2 separate regions of the Anser cygnoides genome follow, and region 2 is linked to region 1. The links are chromatin contacts, called in public Hi-C maps. All regions are on one chromosome and are shown on one strand. Each heading gives the region's core, a stretch centred on a gene start, on an enhancer-like site or on the middle of the called end of the contact. The rest is flanking DNA. Distances are from core to core; before and after follow the strand shown. Region 1 holds the start of NIPAL4 (NIPA like domain containing 4). Region 2 has its middle 12 kb from the start of CLINT1.

Evidence for each region. A called contact is a pair of places that touch in the nucleus more often than the background predicts.
Region 2: a Hi-C map of liver shows a contact between it and region 1, with 3 times the contacts expected there. The contact joins the enhancer-like site here to the promoter of NIPAL4 in region 1. A contact is called at or near these places in 2 of 7 Hi-C or Micro-C datasets (both in liver).

The regions. Positions count from the first base shown.
Region 1 is chr14:8,143,785-8,148,614 of Taihu_goose_T2T_genome, forward strand. NIPAL4 (NIPA like domain containing 4) reads left to right here and starts at 2,886. Exons shown (of 7, transcript XM_048057149.2): 1 at 2,886-2,922; 2 at 4,279-4,295; 3 at 4,297-4,528. The coding sequence starts at 2,886.
Region 2 is chr14:8,298,554-8,303,807 of Taihu_goose_T2T_genome, forward strand. No RefSeq gene overlaps it. Among named protein-coding and RNA genes, the nearest start is that of CLINT1, 12 kb to the left of the region's middle. Within about 2 kb of position 1,463, at least 2 of the 3 cell types and tissues checked have open chromatin away from gene starts, as enhancers often do. A contact at or near this core is called in liver, where this site is marked.

The DNA of each region.
Region 1 (4,830 bases), core at 1,636-4,135:
GCCTGGAAACCAGTATTTCAGGAGGAACTGCATTGCTAAGAGATGAGCCTCTATGGAAGACTCCCTGATTTCTGATGAGTTGGGCCTTATTTTTAAGGAAGCATCTGATGCAAGTATCAACCAGTGAGGTCATAGCTTGGAGCTGAATTCCCTTAATTACAGCCTTGCCATTAAAATGAGGATGTGAACCAATAACAGAGGCACTGGTTGCACCCCTACTTTATTACTATCAGTCTGAACTTGCCCTTGACTAAGTGTAGCAGGCAATTCCATGCCAGTCCTGCCTGGCTTTTAAATCTCATATTGCCATATACAGCCTTGCTAAATCCATCAAATGCAACTCCTGTGACTTAGTGAATTTATATACCACACCCCCGCAGCCCCTGCTCCAGAGAGAAAGATGTGACACACACATCCCATGGCTGATCGCAGCATGGAGTGAAACTTCTCCCACGGTGGGAACAGCTACACACGTTCCTTCCCTGTCTAATAGCGTGAGCTCAAGCTGTGGCATCCCCTCCTTTTGCAACCTCTTGGCTATCACATCTTCTCTTTCCCCAGAGCTCAGAAAAGCTTCTCTTGGAGTTCTTGCCCCTTATCAAATATTTTTGGGGTCAAAGACACACTATGTGGTCACGTTAGCCCAGTTCCCTTAGGAAACCAGGCTACTGAAGGAAGGTAAAGCTATGACCCAAAGTGCCTTTTGCTTTCTGCTGTGCTGCAGTCATTTGTGAGGTCACACCATTACCAAAAAGATTTTAAGCCCAGAGCCCTGCCATAAAAATATGCTCCCTCCCTAACTTGTCTAAAGCTCTATGCATAGTGAGGAGCTCTCCTCTGCACAGGTATCAACAACACTCACCCACAGAGGCTTGGGAATGATTTTGGGCACACCTTAACTGACATAACTAAAGCACCGTGAGGACTCCCAAGCCCTGGGGACACTGGGCAAGGTCCAGCCAAGGAGAAAGACCCACAGTGCAGAGCCAACAGGCAGAGCAGGACGCAGGGGAACACGGGACATGGACGGTGCTCGACCCACTCAGCCATCGGCTCCATTTCTGCGATCAGCTTCATGTTCACACACTGCACGAATGGCTCATAACCAGCATCAGCAGGTAAAATTATAAATAAAGGCCAAACCCTGCCTTCACTGTCTAGCTCAGGGTGCCTTTCACCTGCATAATAAATAACAGCAGCAGAAGTTGCTTTCAAATCACTGATAAATCAACATGCATTCAATTTCCAACATCAGAAATCGCTGCCATGCTGTTTGGATTGATTATCAGGTGCTCCTGTGATGAAGGGCAGGACATGGGATTTGGCCAGTACAATCCTCCTCAGTCACCCTCAGTTTTGTGGCTGATGAACCGACCCAATTAAAACCAAATGACTCACAAAATGCTGCAACATTTGCTGGGGAAAACAGTTTGTACAGAGATACGATCAGGTGCTGAGTGAAGGATCCACATGGTGCCAGCAACGCTGCAGCTTGATGGTCTGAGAGCAATTTCTTAGTAACGTGCAGATAATGCATTTTATGGTGAAAAAAAGCAATTTTTCAATCATTAAATACTGCAGATCTTACATTTGATTGCCTCATGAAATATACAGTTTCTACCTAAAAATGCAGGCTTGCTGAAGGAAAACTAAGCAGCTTCTATTGGTTTTACTTATCACTACTGACCTACAGCAAAATCTGGCGATTGGATCCTGCTGCAGTGAAAGGGCTTTCGTATCAGCAGTGGGGTTGTGTACACACGGTCACTGCGCACAAATACAGGAATGGAGGACGTCAGCAGAGGAGGGTGAGGATGAAGGTAAAGCACATCGGAGTGCAACAGCCTCTGAAATGTTCGCACATCAATATTATCAGCAGGAGCAGGGACAGGAAGTTGATGGAGAAGTTAAACTGCCAATGGAATAGCCACAAAGCGATGTAAAATGAGTCCAAGTGACGGAGGAGCCCACACGTGCAGATGGACAACCCCAGGAGTACAGCAGGAGAGCCCCTACCCATCCCAGCGGGGCTGAAGCTGACTCTCTCAGGGCTGGGATTCAGCACAGAGACAGCAAAATCCTAAATCGCAGCCACTGCTGGTAAAACTGTGTCCTGCCCTCGTGGCGCTCCGCACCTCACAGCACGACAGTGCCCTTGCCACTGCACACTCGTCTTTTGTTGGTGTTTGTTTTTCAGATGTGCCTTTGCCGGCAGCCTTTTCTTTGACTCGAAGGTCAGATAAGGGAAAATCTGCCCTGACCTCCAGCAGAGAGCATGGCTTTGCCCTGCGAGCACACGATGCGGGGAACCCTGCGCCTGCCCCAGAACCTCTGTTAGGATGTACCCATCCTCCTTATACCACAACATGTTTCTCAGCCCCCCAACCTTGCCCTTCAGTCCTAAAAACTGCTGCGCACAGCCATAGGACTAAGTAGGGAACAACCAACACCGAAGCTTGAAGCAGCAGGACGCTTTCTGAAAAATTCCCTTGCTACCCCAATACCTCCTGCGACAGCCTTAGTAAGAGCAGCTGTGTTCAACACGGACACCACTCAGGATTTAATTTTTCCTGCCTGCTTTTAAGTTGTTCCCCGCTCTCAGCACACAGAGCACCCACACCCCGCAGCACCCCAAGACGGGGTCCCCCCCGCCCAGCCATGCACCCCGCATCCCATTCCCCCTCCAGCTCCTCCCCATCCCGGCCACCCGAGGGGACAACCACGCTCCCTCCCGAGCCGCACCGGGCTGGGGTGCGAGGCTTTTAGGGGCGGTGGCTTGCATGGGAAGAGGCTCCCGGAGCTGTAAGCCGGCCCCGTGCCGGAGGAGGAGCCGGCTCGGGGTGCCCGGGGATGCCGAGAGCCCTACGGAGGGCAGGACGGAGGAGATGGAGCGGCCGGGGGCGAACGGCAGCTGCAGCAACGGTGGGTGCACCCCGGGGGGGGGGGGGGAGCGGGGCGAGACCCGGGGGCTGAGCCCCCTGCGGGCTCACCCCGGCTCCGGGGCTCGCTTTTGGGGTTGGGTATTTTTATGGGGCGGGGGGAGCCTGCACGGGACAGAGGAAAGTCCCTTTCTTTACAAGGAGCGCAGAGCCCGGGCTGCGAGCACCACGCAGCACCCTGCCAGCCTGTTAGGGAAAACTAATTCTAACTAATTTTTTAGAAACTAATTTCTAACTTCCCCTTAGAAAAAAAAAAAAAAAGTTTGGATCCAAATCCTGAGCTCTGTGTGCAAGGGACGGGGCTGGAGGCTGCAGAAGATCTGAGGCACTTTGTTGGGTTAAGGAAGAGGTGGGACCCCTATTCAGGGAGCACTGTCAGCAGTTCAGCCATGGCACACCTCCGTCTGCTGAGAGAGATCCTTGCTCTGTAATCCCAGCGTGTGTTGAGGCAGAAAAATCAGTCTTTTAGTAGAAAGAAGCTTTTTATGACACTACGTGGCTGCTTTACTCCATAAGACCACAGTCACACCGCCTTTACTACACTCAGTTAAGACTGCAGGAGGGAGATGTGCTGGGTGTGGTAGGAACGTGAGGGTAGGAGGAAACTCAGCAATTTCCCACCCCCACAGCCACACGCCTCACTGGGGACAGGCTCAGTGCCTTCAGCACGGACAGCAGAGAGCTGTGCCTGCTTTCAGCTCTTCCACACCAGCAGGACTTGGTGTGCTTCACGAGCACGCAGCTACCCTGCGAGTAAGTGGAATGAACCCATTGCACAGTAAAGTAATGCAGAGAATAAACTTCGGTCCAGGATGAGCCTGTTGTCCTCGTACGAGCAATCACGTGGCTCTGCTCAGTACACAGAGCCAGGACAAATTTGCAGTTACAAAATGCTGGCAGTGCTCCATGTTAAACTCAAAGCTGCAGGCAAGCTGGCAGATGCAGGGTTAGATGACCAGGAAGCACCAAAGCCTTTGGATCAACAAGGCTGAGTGCTGGTAAGGTATAGTTCAAACTCATGATGGTAGAGAATCTCTGGTACGGATATTCAGAAATTCACATTACATTATTAGAGTGGTCCTCGTGGCCTCCCAGTTCATGGTGTGGGGGCTGGCAGGCACATCCAGTGTCAACGAGCTACTTGAACTGTGCTCCATAAATCTGCCACCAAAAATCCTGCCGTTTCCTTGAGAGATTATAGAGGCATCCTAAGTTTGAGCTGGAGGTGTCAAGAAGCTGGGTATGTGCAGTTATGGTGACAGCATGACAGTCCCAGGGCTAACAGAGGCACACTTGATGGTCACATCAGTAATTCTGTTTTATCTCCATGGTCTCACAGGGTCTCTACTCACCCTTTTCGTGCCTTTCCCACCAAGTTGTGTGCCGGGTGATCAGTGGTGCTGATCCCACTGGCTCAGTCCATGACAATGGGACATCAGATACCTCCTGGGTAGCTCGGCTGGAAAGCAATTATGGATTCTACATCGGCTTGGGCCTGGCTGTCTTCTCCAGCTTCCTCATCGGAAGCAGCGTCATCCTCAAGAAGAAGGGGCTGCTACGGCTGGTGGAGAAGGGAGGCACCAGGGCAGGTAAGGCTCTTGGGCCAGGAAGGGGAGGTCTGGCTGCTCCCAGAACTGCACGCATTGTCCAAAGCCCAGCACTCAAAAGGCAACACCTCTTTATCAGCCTTTTATCAGCATTGTAAATAAGACCTTTTGTGAATGTATTTTTGTGCATGGGACCCAGAGACGGGTGCTGTGCTGCAGCTGAGCAGCCACTTTATAAAGCCTTGTGTTGGAAGGGCTCAGCTATAAGCAATATTCCCTGCCTTGCACCACAGACAGCACAATGCACAATGCTGCGTGGTCAGGTGTGCACCCCTCAGAAGAAC
Region 2 (5,254 bases), core at 213-2,712, 150 kb after region 1:
CATGTGAATATTTGCCAGGTGCCATTTCTCTCCTTTTGAGATTACGTTATCGTTTGCACAATTTGTATGCTTTTTATTTGCCGTCTTCCTGATTTCAGCACAGCCACAGTTATGATCATGAATAAATCCTTCTTACTGAAAGATCTGGTTTGGGTCATTTTTATTTTCTGCTTCATAAATGAAAGTCAGATGCCCACTAATGGCATCTAAGCCATTTGTTTTAGGATGCACCTGCACACATATTTTTTTTACATCAAAAACCATCTCTATGAAACTGAAACACTGCAACTGTTCTTTGCTAAAAACAGGCAACAGTAGCTGGCAGATGCTTTTAAGAACATGGGTATTAGGTGCTAGTGTTTCATAAATCCACTTAGTTTTCTACGGTCAAATTTGAAACCTTTGCTTCTTTTACCAGCCATCTAGTTCTCTACTGCGCCTGTTTGTTTCCTTAGCTTTGCCATGGTGCTTTTTAGGTGTCTTTTTTTAGAATAAATGGACTTTATTCATGACAATTCAGAATGCAGCTTCCCTCAGTTATGTGAAAATCCAGTTCCAGCAATGTGTACACACACATATGTGAACATGCACGCAGAGACATCTGCACTTTAACCCATCAATAGCAGGACAAGCATCTGGGGACTGGGGACTAAGCTGTTGCTTTTTTTTTTTTTTTCCTTCTTCTCCTTCCTTTTTTATTCCCATTGTTTCAACCAACATTTTTTTTTTTCCCCACAATCCGTCTGCTTTTCTCTTTCTCCTTGCAAGCTAGTAATTTGGACTTGGAAGATTCTCTGGGCTGCCAAGCAACTAGCTACTCCTTATTCAAATTTTCAGGGAAAAATGTAGCACATCCATTTATACTGTCACCCTGACAAGTTTGAGCCCACTCTCAAAATGGGAGTTATCAGGCACTATCAAGTCAAGCAACAGCCATCAAGGATCAAGCATCAACAATCAAGTCTGCACCATCCCAGCCTCAGAACAGTGAGCTGGAGAAAGCTGTTCAGCGCAGTTTTATTCATATATCATGAGTGGATTTGAAGAGGGTACTGCATTTAGCACTTGTTCAGCAGCAGGTATTCAGAACTTGGCTGTTCTGAAGCACTATGTGGGCGCTTTGATCTCAATCCATGGTAGGAACGCACATGGAAAACTCAGGGAGCCACAGGGCCTGGCAAGATTAAGGCCGTTCTCAAGACTACTCTTCACTTCTTGATGTAATCAGAGCCAAACACCATTTAACATTTATAGTAATTATATGAGCAATATTATCTCAACCAAACAAAAAGTCCACAGTCTCCTTTCAGCTCCCCACCAATCTCCTTGGGGAGCTGAAAAACCTGCGTTTGACCCCTGTAAGACATTTTCATAAAAACACTCCATAATTGCTTCATATTTATGATGAATCTTCGTCACACTCTTAAGCCTGTCTAGCTAAGTTGTTTCTCTAACACTCTCCTTAGCATTTGCCTTCAGAGATAGAATGATTCAGCACAACAAGAATATAGTGTGCAAGTCTGCCATTAAGCAAATATTTTTCATTGTTTGCAGAATCCCTAGAATTCAGCAGAGGAATATACTGCAATTTGAGCCAAGAAACATCTGAATGTCATGTAAAGTTCAGTTAATTATTTTCTAAATAGTCATGAGCCCTACTCTAGCTTACAGTAGGGCTCAGATGGTATTGTTGTGATCACACTGTAGCCGTTCAGCTGAGGGGAATGTTTGCTTTCACTTTGGTCTGCTTAGTTTCACATGGTGACAAAGCCATCCCAGTAAAGGATGCATTCTCAAAGCCTTACAGAAACTGTGGCTGTGGTCTTCTAAAAATTGCACCATTGTGCTTCTGGGGAATCAGCTTAGTCTGATTAGAACTCTGCACAAACCCCATGTACAATTCACCCAGGAGCACACATACCAGCTGTGGCCACAGCAAAATTCACATCAGCTGCATCTTCATCCTAATCTCTATCTATGTTTATGGCAGCATAAAATAAAGAGGAAGTGCTTTTGAGTGTTTAGGTTCAGTGCCACAAGTATTGAGCTTTCTGGCTCTGCTCTGGGCTCTCTGCCCTGTTCCAGCAGTGCTGAGGGCAGCTGATTATAAAAGAGTTGCTCCGGCAGGAATGAGTCAACACTAGTGAGTAACCTCTGAGCACACCTCATCATGTCTACTGCTCTAACTTCACAAGTTCCACAGGTAGCTAAGGATCACCGGGTTTGTAGTTGCTACTCCACGTCTTGAGATCTGCAAAATAAGCCAGAAGGTCTGACTTCATTCTGTTACCTGAGTTGCCATACCAAACCCCTGAAACACAACCTAAGGAGCACAGGAGCACATCCTTGCCCAGGTTTACAAAGGTATTTAAGCATACCAAGATGCAGACAGACACCTAATAGGATTTATAGAAGTGCCTAAGGGAGTTTGGGACCTAATTCCCATTGGCTGTCAATGGGAATTAGATGTGTAATCTACTTAGGCAATTTGAAAATCCCACTGGCTGCATCTTTTCATGGCTAAGTGCCATTACAAGCCTTAGCCCTAATGAATAGAATTATTATTATACTTGGTTTTGTTTCATAAAACTGTGATGTTGGTAGGAAGGCTCAGAGGAAGCTTCACTGGGAAAAACTGCTCGGCTCCAAGCACAGATGGGTACCGGGGAAGTGTCAGGAAGGAACAACTGAGCTGCTGCAACAGTCTTCATTATCACCATTGTATCTGCAGCTAGCCCAGAGAGCTCCCAGGGTGGTTGTGTGTTGGTCACTTTGGCTTTAATGCGTGTCACGCAAAAAATGCAACTTGGTGAAGGAAAGTTTGGCTCACTCACAGCAAAGTAATAAAGAAAACAAAACCAGAAGTGTGCAGAGGCTGTGACTAGACAGTTGAAAGCATTTCATTTTTCTTGCAAAGAACAGCGTTGGAATCGTCTCAGCTCTCCATGGACTGAATTAAGTCCCATCTGGTACTGGAGAGGATTCACAGCTCTGGGCAGTGCGAGGACTCTTTGGTTCCTCTTTTTTGCTCAGGCAGCCCAGACATGGGCCGCAGTGCAGAGTTTAACTAAACAACAATCTATTCCTTTCCCTTTTTCTCATCAGGCATGGACTCAAAAAATAACCAAACTTCCCATATTCATACTACTGTTCAAAAGCTGTGAAAAGCCTGGTTTCCCTGGATTTCTACAGGATGTAGTTTTCATTAAACCAAACTCAATCCCTTGCTAATTGTTTATCCACTTAACTTTACATGCCTAGAGTTGTGTGGTGAGAGTCGGTTCAGCACACAAAAGGGTCTGAATGGGTAATTCAGGTGGGAAATAGCTGGGAAAGGTTTCTACCTTGTCTAGAGCTGCAAGAAGATACTAGTTATTTATAGGGTTTCCATGAAAAAATAAGACGATTACAATGCCTTTTGAACTTAGTGGAGTTTTAAAATACTCTTTGCTGATATAAACATTGTGTTTATTAAAAATATTTTGACACTGAAAATTATAACAATCAAAAAAAATTTTAAAATATTAAGTGTATTTCTGGGTGAGAACCTTGCTTTGAATCACTGTAATCCTTGACCAGACAGCATGCCATATACGTGTAGGTTGTGGATGCTCCATACAATGACTTAAAGTGACCAAAAATCTGGCTGAAGTCTTTAAACACGTGATTATGAACTTTTTGTCACGTCTCACCAAGTGTGTAGAGTGGATAGAGAAGAAACCTGAGGGCTGCAAGGAGATGTGGTATGATCTTGTGTGGCAGAGTGAGCTGCACTTCAGAGCGTGTAACAATAATTTTGCAAATGCCGCTTTTTACGATGTCACTGTTTGCATTTCCTATAGCGAGCGGTAAGAACAAGCTAGGACATGATTGCATGCCAGCCTGGCACTTAAAATGCAGCAGTTTTCCTGAGTGTCATGCCAGAGAACATGTCCCAAAGCAGGATTTCTTAATCTCCTGACCAGAACCCTTGTTTACCATTTCAGCAGCTATACATGCCCAGAGCTAAACACAGGCGCTTGCAGGCTGGTACCACTTGAAGTTCAGTGTAGTTGTTTGTCGAATCAGAAGGAGAAGGGCACACACTGAATGTGATTGCAGTGCCTGCTGACACACATCAAAGCAAAGAACTAGCTGAATGTCCTGTGAAAATGGGCAAGTGGCTAGGTGCAGTCGGCGCTGGGGACCGGGATTGTTTCAGCAGTCACCAGGAGCCCACACGAGGCTTGGCTGTAGCCAACTGAATTCAGTTTCAGTGCAGAGTGCAACTGCCTGATGAAATCTTGCCACAGCTAGAATTTCTTCCCAGCACACCCATTGCTGAGCAACAATGTGTGTCCTTTTCCAGAGAATGGGATCGGCCCAGTCTGGCTCTTGAGAAACACACCAGCTGCACTTGAGAGGATGACGGGATGAATGCTAAAGGAGCTCTGCAGACACAGCAGAATGCTGGGTTTTCATAGCTAAAGGCAACTCAGCAGCAGGATCCCTTGCGTGGCAGACACCCTTGCCAGAGGCGATGGCATTTAGGTGCAAGGGGGAAAAGGAGATACACCATTACAGGCAGGAGAGGGGAGGTGGATGTACAGAAGCCAACTGATCTGTAGGAAGGTCAGCCAGCTGCTGCTTTTTTTTTTCTTTCTTCCTTTCTTTCTTTTTTTTTTTTTTTTTTCTAAGTCTATTTGATGCTAAAGAACTAGAGGGGTGTTAGGACTAACTGCTTCCTGGCACAGAATCCACAGTCATTGTGCAACATTCCTTTCAGCTCAGCTTTGCTGACATGCTTCGTTCTGACCTCAAATATCTCAAGTTTTTCCAGTCCTGAGTTCCTCTGCAAGTGAAAAGGCCTGTGTCAGTGATACTGTGCCAAGATACCTGGGGAGCTGGGCCAGACTGGAAAGACTGGGCTGGTCTTCCTGTGATCTCAGGCAGGGGGTCGAGCTGCGCCGCAGCTCTGGGAGGCCAGTCTCCAGCAGAGAGGAACAGGCATCAGGTGGGCTGTGGAGGGTTAGTTTGAGTGGATGAGTGAACAGCACCGACTGCTAGCAGGCAAATGGCTCAGTTCCTTTTTTTCCAGTGGAAAATATTACAATAACAATTTTTTTTTTCGTCTTTTCATCAACATTTTTCTTAGATCCCTTTTCATTCTCTGAATAAAAGGAAATCATCCTTGACAAAATAATGGGTGAATACTGCCGTGAAAAAGCCAGCTCCCACTGAATGTCCCCTGCTCTTTTAGTAGACATTTTCCAAC